Regions from separate parts of the Mus musculus genome. Here region 2 is linked to region 1. The links are chromatin contacts, called in public Micro-C maps. All regions are on one chromosome and are shown on one strand. The core of a region is the stretch at or near the end of the contact, and the rest is flanking DNA. Distances in the headings are between cores, read along the strand shown. Region 1 overlaps Nif3l1 (Ngg1 interacting factor 3-like 1 (S. pombe)). Region 2 overlaps Cflar (CASP8 and FADD-like apoptosis regulator).

What was found. A called contact is a pair of places that touch in the nucleus more often than the background predicts.
Region 2: a Micro-C map of trophoblast stem cells shows a contact between it and region 1, with 3 times the contacts expected there. The contact joins two enhancer-like sites. A contact is called at or near these places in 3 of 39 promoter capture datasets (maxillary cranial neural crest, neural stem cells and stem cell-derived epiblast-like cells), 4 of 15 datasets of contacts at CTCF or cohesin (the NIH/3T3 cell line, large pre-B cells, pro-B cells and 1 more), 9 of 484 Hi-C or Micro-C datasets (B cells, the G1E-ER4 cell line, cerebellum and 5 more), 2 of 115 datasets of contacts at active chromatin or transcription factors (embryonic fibroblasts and stem cell-derived neural progenitor cells) and 1 of 9 other capture datasets (adipose tissue).

Annotation. Positions count from the first base shown.
Region 1 is chr1:58,456,390-58,460,794 of GRCm38.p6, forward strand. Nif3l1 (Ngg1 interacting factor 3-like 1 (S. pombe)) reads left to right here. Exons shown (of 7, transcript NM_022988.3): 6 at 1,391-1,474. Among named protein-coding and RNA genes, the nearest start is that of Gm23966, 8.0 kb to the right of the region's middle. Within about 2 kb of position 2,057, at least 19 of the 459 cell types and tissues checked have an H3K27ac peak or open chromatin away from gene starts, as enhancers often do. A contact at or near this core is called in trophoblast stem cells, where this site is marked.
Region 2 is chr1:58,744,511-58,748,915 of GRCm38.p6, forward strand. All of the region lies in intron 8 of Cflar (CASP8 and FADD-like apoptosis regulator), which reads left to right. Among named protein-coding and RNA genes, the nearest start is that of Cflar, 33 kb to the left of the region's middle. Within about 2 kb of position 2,576, at least 8 of the 459 cell types and tissues checked have an H3K27ac peak or open chromatin away from gene starts, as enhancers often do. A contact at or near this core is called in trophoblast stem cells, where this site is marked.

The DNA of each region.
Region 1 (4,405 bases), core at 807-3,306:
CCTAAATGATAAAGTTAATTCCTTAGTCATTCTGTGCTCATCTCCAGTCAGCAGTGGAAGTTTGCTAATTATAGGCTGGTTGTTGTTGCAGAGGAAATGGAGGGTTAAAATCATGAGGTAAAAATTCTAGACTGGGGCTGGTGAGATGGCTCAGCGGTTAAGAGCACCGACTGCTCTTCCAAAGGACCTGAGTTCAAATCCCAGCAACCACATGGTGGCTCACAACCATCCGTAATGAGATCTGACGCCCTCTTCTGTAGTGTCTGAAGACAGCAACAGTGCACACACACATATAATAAATAAATAAATAAGTAAATCTTTAAAAAAAAAAATTCTAGACTGGGCTGGGTGTGGTGATGCCTACCCATACTTGTAGCCTGGCTGCACAGATCGACAGGCCAGCCAAGGCTACACCATGAGGCCTGTCTTAAAAAGAAAAAAAGGGGTGGGGTGGAGGTGGGTAGGTGCCTAATATATTTGTAACATACTGCATTTTTTCAACTTGAAGTGTTTGCATGTTGTCAGATGCCCCTGGAACTGAGGTGGCGAGCCACCAGACATGGATGCTGGGAACCAATCTTGGGTCCTCATGAACAGCAGCAAGTGCTTTTAACCCAACCATCCACCTCTCCTGCCCTGCATTTCTTTCTCTAACTTGTTCTGTTAGTTCCTCAGCCCTCTCGCCACTGTCTGCAGACCCAGCTGAGGATTATTATTAGCATAAGGCAAAGCCCAGAGCGGTAGCAAAGCCCAGAGCGGCAGCACTGCTGTTACCCAGGCTCATGGGCTTTTGTGGCTGTGTTAGAAGAAACTGTGCCCTTGCCTTTCATTCCCTTTGTGGTGTCAAACTGGATCATTTGCCTACATTTTAAAAAAAAATTGTTTTTGGAGCTAGGCATGCTGGCACACACTACTAATTTGGCATTTGAGGAGTGAAGGCAGGAGGGTCACTAGTTCTGTCCAAGTTCAAATTTCACGAATTGAGAGCTGGTCCTGAACTTAGGGCCATCCTCACAGATTCTGGGATTACAGGCATGCACCATCGCCATCGCCGTGCCTGACTCACTCCATGCACCATCGCCATCACTCCCGACTTTGGCTTTACTGTTGCTTTGCATTTATTGTTTTGGGACAGGGTCTCACAGTGTAGCCCTGGCTGTCCCGAAACTATACAGACCAGGCTGGCCTTGAACTCAGAGATCCACCTGCCTCTGCCTCCCTAGTGTTAGTTTAAAGGTGTGTGCCACCACACCCATTTTAAAATCAAAGACAGCATAATTCATTATATTGATCTAGCTAGTCTGCACTAGATTTAGAATTGTAGTACCAGTGTTGATCTGGAAGGGGTCGGATCTCTGTGATAACACCTGGTGGTACTTTTGTCTTGTAGAGTCCCAAGTCAAAGTTGTGGCCCTGTGTGCTGGTTCTGGGGGCAGTGTTCTACAAGGAGTGGAGGCCGACCTTTACCTCACAGGTAGGGCTATTTCTGGATCTCTTCCTCAGCCTTCCTTTGCTGTTGCTGTAATTTTAATAAACAAGCTCTGCCTGCCTTCCCAGCCAGGCTCCAAGTTCAGCCGTCACCCTCAGCTCTGCCAACAGCCAGCTGGCTGTTTTTCCTGGGAGCTCTGATCGCTCCCCCAGCCCTCAAGCCTAGCTTCACCAAGCCGCCAACAACCACCCTGGCTGCCCTCTTTCTCCTCCTGCCCACCTTAGTCCCTCTGATGGAAAACAGTTTTATTATTTTTAAGCTAGCCAGATAACTCAATGGCTGGGTGAAGAATTTCTTGCTCTAATTTTACCAACTAACTCCTTCCGTCCTTCTTGCCTCCGCCCCGTTGCTGCAGAGGCTACAAACTATCTTCTTCCTCATTCCAAAGCCTGATTTGAATTCTTCTTTCTCTGTATCCCTTCCCTTCTCTTCCTCCTGGAACTTGGAAGTCCCACCTTTTTCTTTTTGCCCAGCAATTGGCTTTCACCTCCTTTATTGACACAATCAAGAACCAATTAGGGAATTGACACCTCCCTCTATCCTTTACTTCTTAGTCATTCAGAACTAGCAGATTTCAGGGCAGTGTGACATGGCTAAAGTACCATCAATAGCTTTCCCCCTTTCGTTTGTTTTGCAGTACAGGGCCTTGAACTGGGAGCCTCCCGCATGCAATAAACACTATGCTACTGAGCTATGCCACCAGCCCCCAATGGTTGTCTTTGGCTCCTAGGCTTCCCACTCTGTTCTTGACATAATCTAAAAGACACTGCTTAATTTTATTTGTTTATTTTGTTTGATTTTTGAGACAGGATCTCACAATGTATCCCTGATTGGCCTGGAACTTGTGTAGACCAGGTTAGCCTGGAAAGGCAGGGATCATCTATCTGCCTTTGCCTCAAGTGCTGGGATTAAAGGCCCGTGTCACCATGCCCTTCTTTTTCTTGTTTCTTGAAGTCTTAGAGTGAAGGCCAAGCCGACCTCAACCCTGTCATCCTCCTGCGTCAGTGTGCACTCAGCTCAGCCCTGGTTAATTTTTATTGAAAATAATTTTTTGAGGCTGGGGAATGCTCAGTTGGTGAAGTGCTTGTGATGTATGCATGAGGACCTGAGTTTGCTCTGGGCCCACATCAGAAGAGCCGAGTGCAGCAGCCATGCCTATAATCCCAGTGCTAGAGAAAAGACAGGAGAAGTCTGGGCTCACTGCCAGCTAGTCTAGAGGAGGTGCTGAGCTCCATGTCCACAAAGATCTTGTCTAAAAATGTAAGGTGAAGAGAAACATTAGTAAGTGTCTAATTTCCCACATTTGCATAAGGGAATGCCATACTTCTGAGATTATACAAGGAACCATTGAGGGGAAAGGTGTCAGCTGCCAGCATTTCATGTCCAAATGTTTCCAGAGTAAATAAATACCTGTGTGTACACATAATCCTCTACATACACATGGAAGGCTTTGGATTTGTTATAATATGTGCGTTAGAGAAATTCAAGCAATTGCAAAATGTTAAGATATATATTTTTTTAATATTTATTATATGTAAGTATACTGTAGCTGTCTTCATACACTCCAGAAGAGGGCATCAGATTTCAAAACGAATGGTTGTGAGCCACCACATGGTTGCTGGGATTTGAACTCAGGACCTTTGGAAGAGTAGTTGGCCCTCTTAACCAGAGCCATCTCACCAGCCCCAAGATATTTTAAAAGGTGCTCGGATACAAACTGTTCCCAACCATGAACTGATACAATTGTGCAGCACTGAAAATAGCTCACTTTCCCAAGAACACATTTTTCTCTTATTTATGCATTTAAAAATTGTATGCAGGCCTGATGGTGCACGACTTAAATCCTATGACTTGGGAGGCAGGTGAAGCTCTGAATTTGAGGCCAGCTTTGTCTATAGAGTGGTTCTCAGGACAGCCAGAGCAAAACAGAGAAGCCCTGTTTTGAAAAAACAAAACAACAAATATTTTTTTTAAAGTTATTTGTAATGGCTTTATGTCTGTAAACACTGGTCAAAGTTTTTATGAACAAACCAAATTCCATATGACACACACAGAGGCACTTCAAGAATTTCATGTTTTGATTATATTCATTTCCCCTCCCCCACAATATGTTTTTGTTCTCAAATTCACTTATCGAATTCATAAGTGGTACTTTTAAAAATCCAAAACATGCCGGGTGATGGTGGTGCACGACTTTAATCCCAGCACTTGGGAGGCAGAGGCAGGTGAATTTCTGAGTTAGAGGCCAGCCTGGTCTACAAAGTGAGTTCCAGGACAGCCACGGCTACACAGAAAAACCCTGTCTCGAAAAACAAAAACAAAAACAAAAATCCAAAACATATTTGAGTTTTCCCTATATTTTCTCACATTAACTTTTCTCTTGGTTTTTCAAATATAGGGTCTGTGTGGCCCTGGCTGTCTTGGAACTCGCTCTGTAGACCAGGCTGGCCTCAGGCTGCCTATGAGTGCTGGGATTAAAGGCATGTGCCATAGCCTGGCCACTATAACTTCCTAACAAGGCATTTGTTTGTTTGCTTGCTTATCTGTGACAGGGTCTCTATAACCCAGTATAGCCTCTGACTCCCTTATTTTAGCAGAGGCTGGCCCTGGGCTCTTGATCCTCTTGCCTTAGCGTCTCAAATTCTAGAAGTACAGGTATACTGCCATCCTTGGCAGCATTTTGCATCAGTCAAAGAAAATATTATGTCTAAAATGTTACAAAACTGTTTTGAGTAATACAAGCATAAGAGGAAAATTTCACACATGGACCATGTAATAGGTTATAGTAAAAATGCTGGCACACTTAAAATCCTGTATGATACGATCCTTACTTTATGACTAATGTATAGATGAAACCAAAAATGGAATCCCTGCCAAGTGATGACTGGACTTCAATTCCAGATCCTACAAAGGGAG
Region 2 (4,405 bases), core at 1,326-3,825, 290 kb after region 1:
AATAAAGATTTATTATTATTATCATCATTATTATTATTATTGAGACAGGGTTTCTCTATGTAGCTCTGGCTATCCGGAAATGAACTTACTCTGTAGAACAGGCTAGCCTTGAATTCAGAGAGATCTGTTTGCCTCTGCCTCCTGAGTGCTGGGATTTAAGGCGTGCACCACCACTGCCCAGCAATATAGATTCTTAAAAGATGGTTTGTAGCTTTCTTCGAGTGTGTGCTTGAAGCAGTGAGGCCTTAGCTGGCCTAGGTGACCAAATGCAGAGTTGGATATGTGCCAGATGGCCCTGCTCCCACCCAGCTGTTGCCCCAGCTATGCCTTTCCTCACCAACATCTGCCCTGTCAGCGGCTTGTGTGAGGGACTTTCCTCTCCTTTGCCCTGGTTTTTCAGACTCTGGCTTAAGTTACAACTTCTCCCGCAACGCTCCAGTGTCCGAGATCACACTGCCCTTTGTTTCGGTGAGTGATTATTTGTCCTGTGACCCCACTAAATGATGAGACATCCAGTCACACATGTGTACACATGTGTTACCTTCATCTGCAGCGAGCTGTGTGCTTGGTCCGTGTCTCTTGTCATAGATTCTAGTAAGACAATAAGGGAAGCTTAGTAAAACTCAAGTTTGGGGGCTACAGTAGTTTGTTCCTCCCAGGTACAGAGTGTATGCATCTAGCCTCCCATAGAAAAGCCACAAACACCAGGTGGCTGCTTTCTGTCATGTGTCAGACTTCCCTGTTGGCTCAAATGGCATGGCAATTTTCATTTTCTTCCCTATTCTTCTCTTCCTGGTAGCTGCTGAGTTTTATAGCTTCCTCACCCTGTTTTGTTTGTTTGTTTGTTTGTTTGTTTCTTTTTTTAAATAAAAATTGAATTGTCCTCAAGCCTAAAAATGGAAAGGAAGGAAAGAAAGAAGGAGAAAGAAAGAAAGAAAGAAAGAAAGAAAGGGAGGAAGGAAAGAAGGAAGGAAGGAAGGAAGGAAGGAAGGAAGGAAGGAAGGAAGGAAGGAAGAACTTATTTTAGGATTAGATTGCTCAATGGGTAAAGGTGCATGCTTACAAATGTGTAGACCTGAGTTCAAATCTCTTGATCCCAAATAAAGGGCAGCATGTGTTGCCTGTAGTTCCAGCCCTCCTATGAAGAGATGAGAGAGCCTCTGGAAGTGCATGAGCCAGCCTAGTCTGACAGACACAGGACAGAACAGCAAAGAGATCTTCTCACACAGATGGCAGGAGGGAGCCCAAGGCTGACCTGTAACCTCTGTATGAGCACACACTCCGAAATCCACGTTGGCCTTGTCCTCCTTCCCTTCCCCACCTAGGATATCCTGCCCACTTTGGGTTTCACCTATTCACCGTATCTTGACTTATGAAGGGCACCCAGTAACTGATTGTAAATAGGCTGGCCAGACATTGCCTCTTATTTATTCCATGTATTTATTTAGAAGGTGCTAAGATAAATCTGCTTATATAACTCAAAATGAATTCTAAATGCGTAAATGAATGAATTCTAGATGAGCAAGGCCCAGGCATTTTCCTGAGCCTGTGATTGGCTCCTGGCAGCCTTGTGCCAACTGCAGAGCATCCGTGGTTTCTAAGAAGCAGTTGTAGCTGCCAAGCTGCAGCTGGGCTGGGCATGGGTTGTCCAGGGTGGGAGAAGGAGACGCGGTGCTTCTGTATTTTGTTAACGTTTTATTTTATAAAACCGACACCCAACTGTTTCTTCCTGTATTTGTAAGCACTGGTATGGTAGCTAAGCCATACATGGAGCACAGAGTCTGTCCACCCTAAGATCGTTTTAATTTAGAATAAGGAGACTTGCATCCAAGTCATAAGCAGTTAGGAAGAAGATGCCTGGCAGGGTCTCTGATTTACGGGTTGATATGCCGCCTTCATCTCCTTTAGAATTAATCATTTATGTTTGAATAAATGCAGTTTGGAAGTATCTTTACAGAAACCCCGCTGGGTTCTGCCGTTTTGGTTTAGGTGTTAGAATTATGCCCATTTCACAGATGAACAAATGGAGGCTCTCACTTACTCAAAGTTACACGTTCCCCCTCCCCATTCCTTACAGTGTATAAATCAGACAGTGCTACATGCTTGTCTTTGCTGGCTCACGGAGGAAAGGAATGTTGATGTACTGCTCCAGCTGGCATCTGTGCCTACCTGGTCTTGCCATCCAATAGAGGAAATGTCAGCGGTGATGGCCCACAACAGGCTGCTGACTGACTTGCCTTGCCATATCGGAGGATTGCTCTGTTTTGTCCCAAGCCCCATACAGATTTCGGATTTTTCTTGGTGGTGGTTGTGGCATGTGGGACCTTTGCCTTTCCCCTCTTGCTTTTGGGAAACATTTTCTGCGTTAGATTTTGCGTGCTTATCCTACACTTAGCCCCTCTGAGGCGGAAGCTGAGCCACTGAACCCGAGGAAAAGGAAGGTAGAGCAGCCTTTGCTCTACCCGAGCGCATCAGCCTGGGCAAGAGGGCTGGCTGGGCTTTCCACCAAGGCTTTACCAGTGAAGAGAGTTTTGAAGCTGGCCAGCCAGTGCATTGGAACCTGCATTTCCTTGGTTACTTCTGCTCCCTAGCGGAGAGAATACGCCATAGCAAGAGAAAGGAGCTAGCAGTGGGGCTGCGATCCTGTTAACCTGCTAGTCTTGTGGTGCTAACTAATTATCTGCAGTAGACCAGTTAAAAACACAATAACAGTGAAAAGCAGAAAACAGAGATTTAGTTCGTATGGCCACACTGGGAAGAGGAAAAAGAGGTTCGGTAACCCGTAATCCATGAGTTAGGTTTAAGTAGAAGGCAGGAGGTTTGCATAATGAAGCTGACCTAGGAAAGGTCGGGTCCAGCTCATCACCGTTGCCTGTGTTCGAGGCTCTCCTGCAAATCTGTCCGACCAGTCACCAAGCTTCAGCTCTTTCCTCCTCCCTGCATGAGATTCCGGGGGTAATTATAATATCTCGGGTCCGTTGTTTCAACTGTCTGGCACAGGCAGGGGCACATGCGTTTCTTTAGGCTGTCTCTATTCCTGCCGAGTGGTTAAAGTCCTAAGGTAGCTTCTCTCGCTTTCCTGTCTTGGACCTAACCTGGGTATAGTTCTGCACTTTAAACCTTGCTCGCACCCCAGGGCGACGGCTAGGGTGGGTCAGTGTGGTCGATCATTTCTACCACCCAGATCGTAGAAGGAGAAAGAGGAATCTAACAGGTAATCAGCAAACCTGTAAAACCGTGCCCTGCCCCCATTTCCTTAATAAGAGGCTTGCTAGTTGTGAGCTTAATGGTGTCTGCACTTTTCTATCTTTTTTTCAACATTAGAGAATATAACTAATTTCCAGGAGAGGGTGGGTCAGCAGAGGATAAGAGTATGTATAACTACAGTCGTGAGTAGAGATGATTGGGTCATTCTTACTGACAAGAGAGAGCATTATCTATCTAATAATGCATATAAATCACTCGACAACTAAGTGGCTGAAGCAAACTATTCACTTGATTATCGCTTACGGTTTTTGTGGGTCGGGACTTTGGGGATTCTTCTGGCTTAGAGTCTGTGGTGAGGCACTCAGCTGGGGCTAACTGAAGGCTTGACTGGGGTTGGAGGAGCCATTTGTTGCCTGCCTGGAAAGCTAAGGATCTTGCCAAGAGGCTCCAGTTGTCCCACATGTGGCCCTCTCCAAGACACTGCCCCCTGAGCTCTCATGTAAGACATTTTAAAACCACCTTGTCTTGGTACAGTGTAGGGCATGGAAAGTTCTAGTATATACTATGTATACACAGGCACCACTCATAGGCTGAGCAAATTCAATTTCAAACACTCAAGCCAGTTCTTTCCTGCCTCCTAGATCACTGCTCATGCAAAGCCGTCTTCCTTCTCATCTTTATTTTGTCCTTCTGTTCTCACCTGGCACCTAGAATACAAACTGAGGTTCTCCTCTCTCGCATTTATCGTTTATTTGTGGTTGGCCAAGCTGGGTGGGCAAGAAGGCTGAAGCTGTGAGTCTGGCTTGTTTGTGACTATCTGCACTTCATATGAATCCTACTTGGACAGTGCGCTGAGAACTGGTACTCAATAGTCATGTGACCTTCAGTCGTTTTCTCCCCTTGATCCCTTTCTGGGCAGTCTTATATCAGACGCTTGCTCTCAGTAGAAGCTAGACTGCTGTAGTTACTGTGTGGTTCGGTTTGGAGCAAACTTAGGATAGACTTCTGGAAAGTCCACACCACTGGAGAAGGGTTGGCGTTGGAGACAGGACGCAAGAACAAGTCCAGAGAGGTAGATGAACAGTCTGAATGGGAGGCACTTGCTGGGTCTCTGGGTTCAGGACAGAGCAGCTTTCCTGCCCAGCAAATTTTGAGGTAGAGGCATTTGTCAGATAAAGAACAGAAAAGCAGTGGGTGA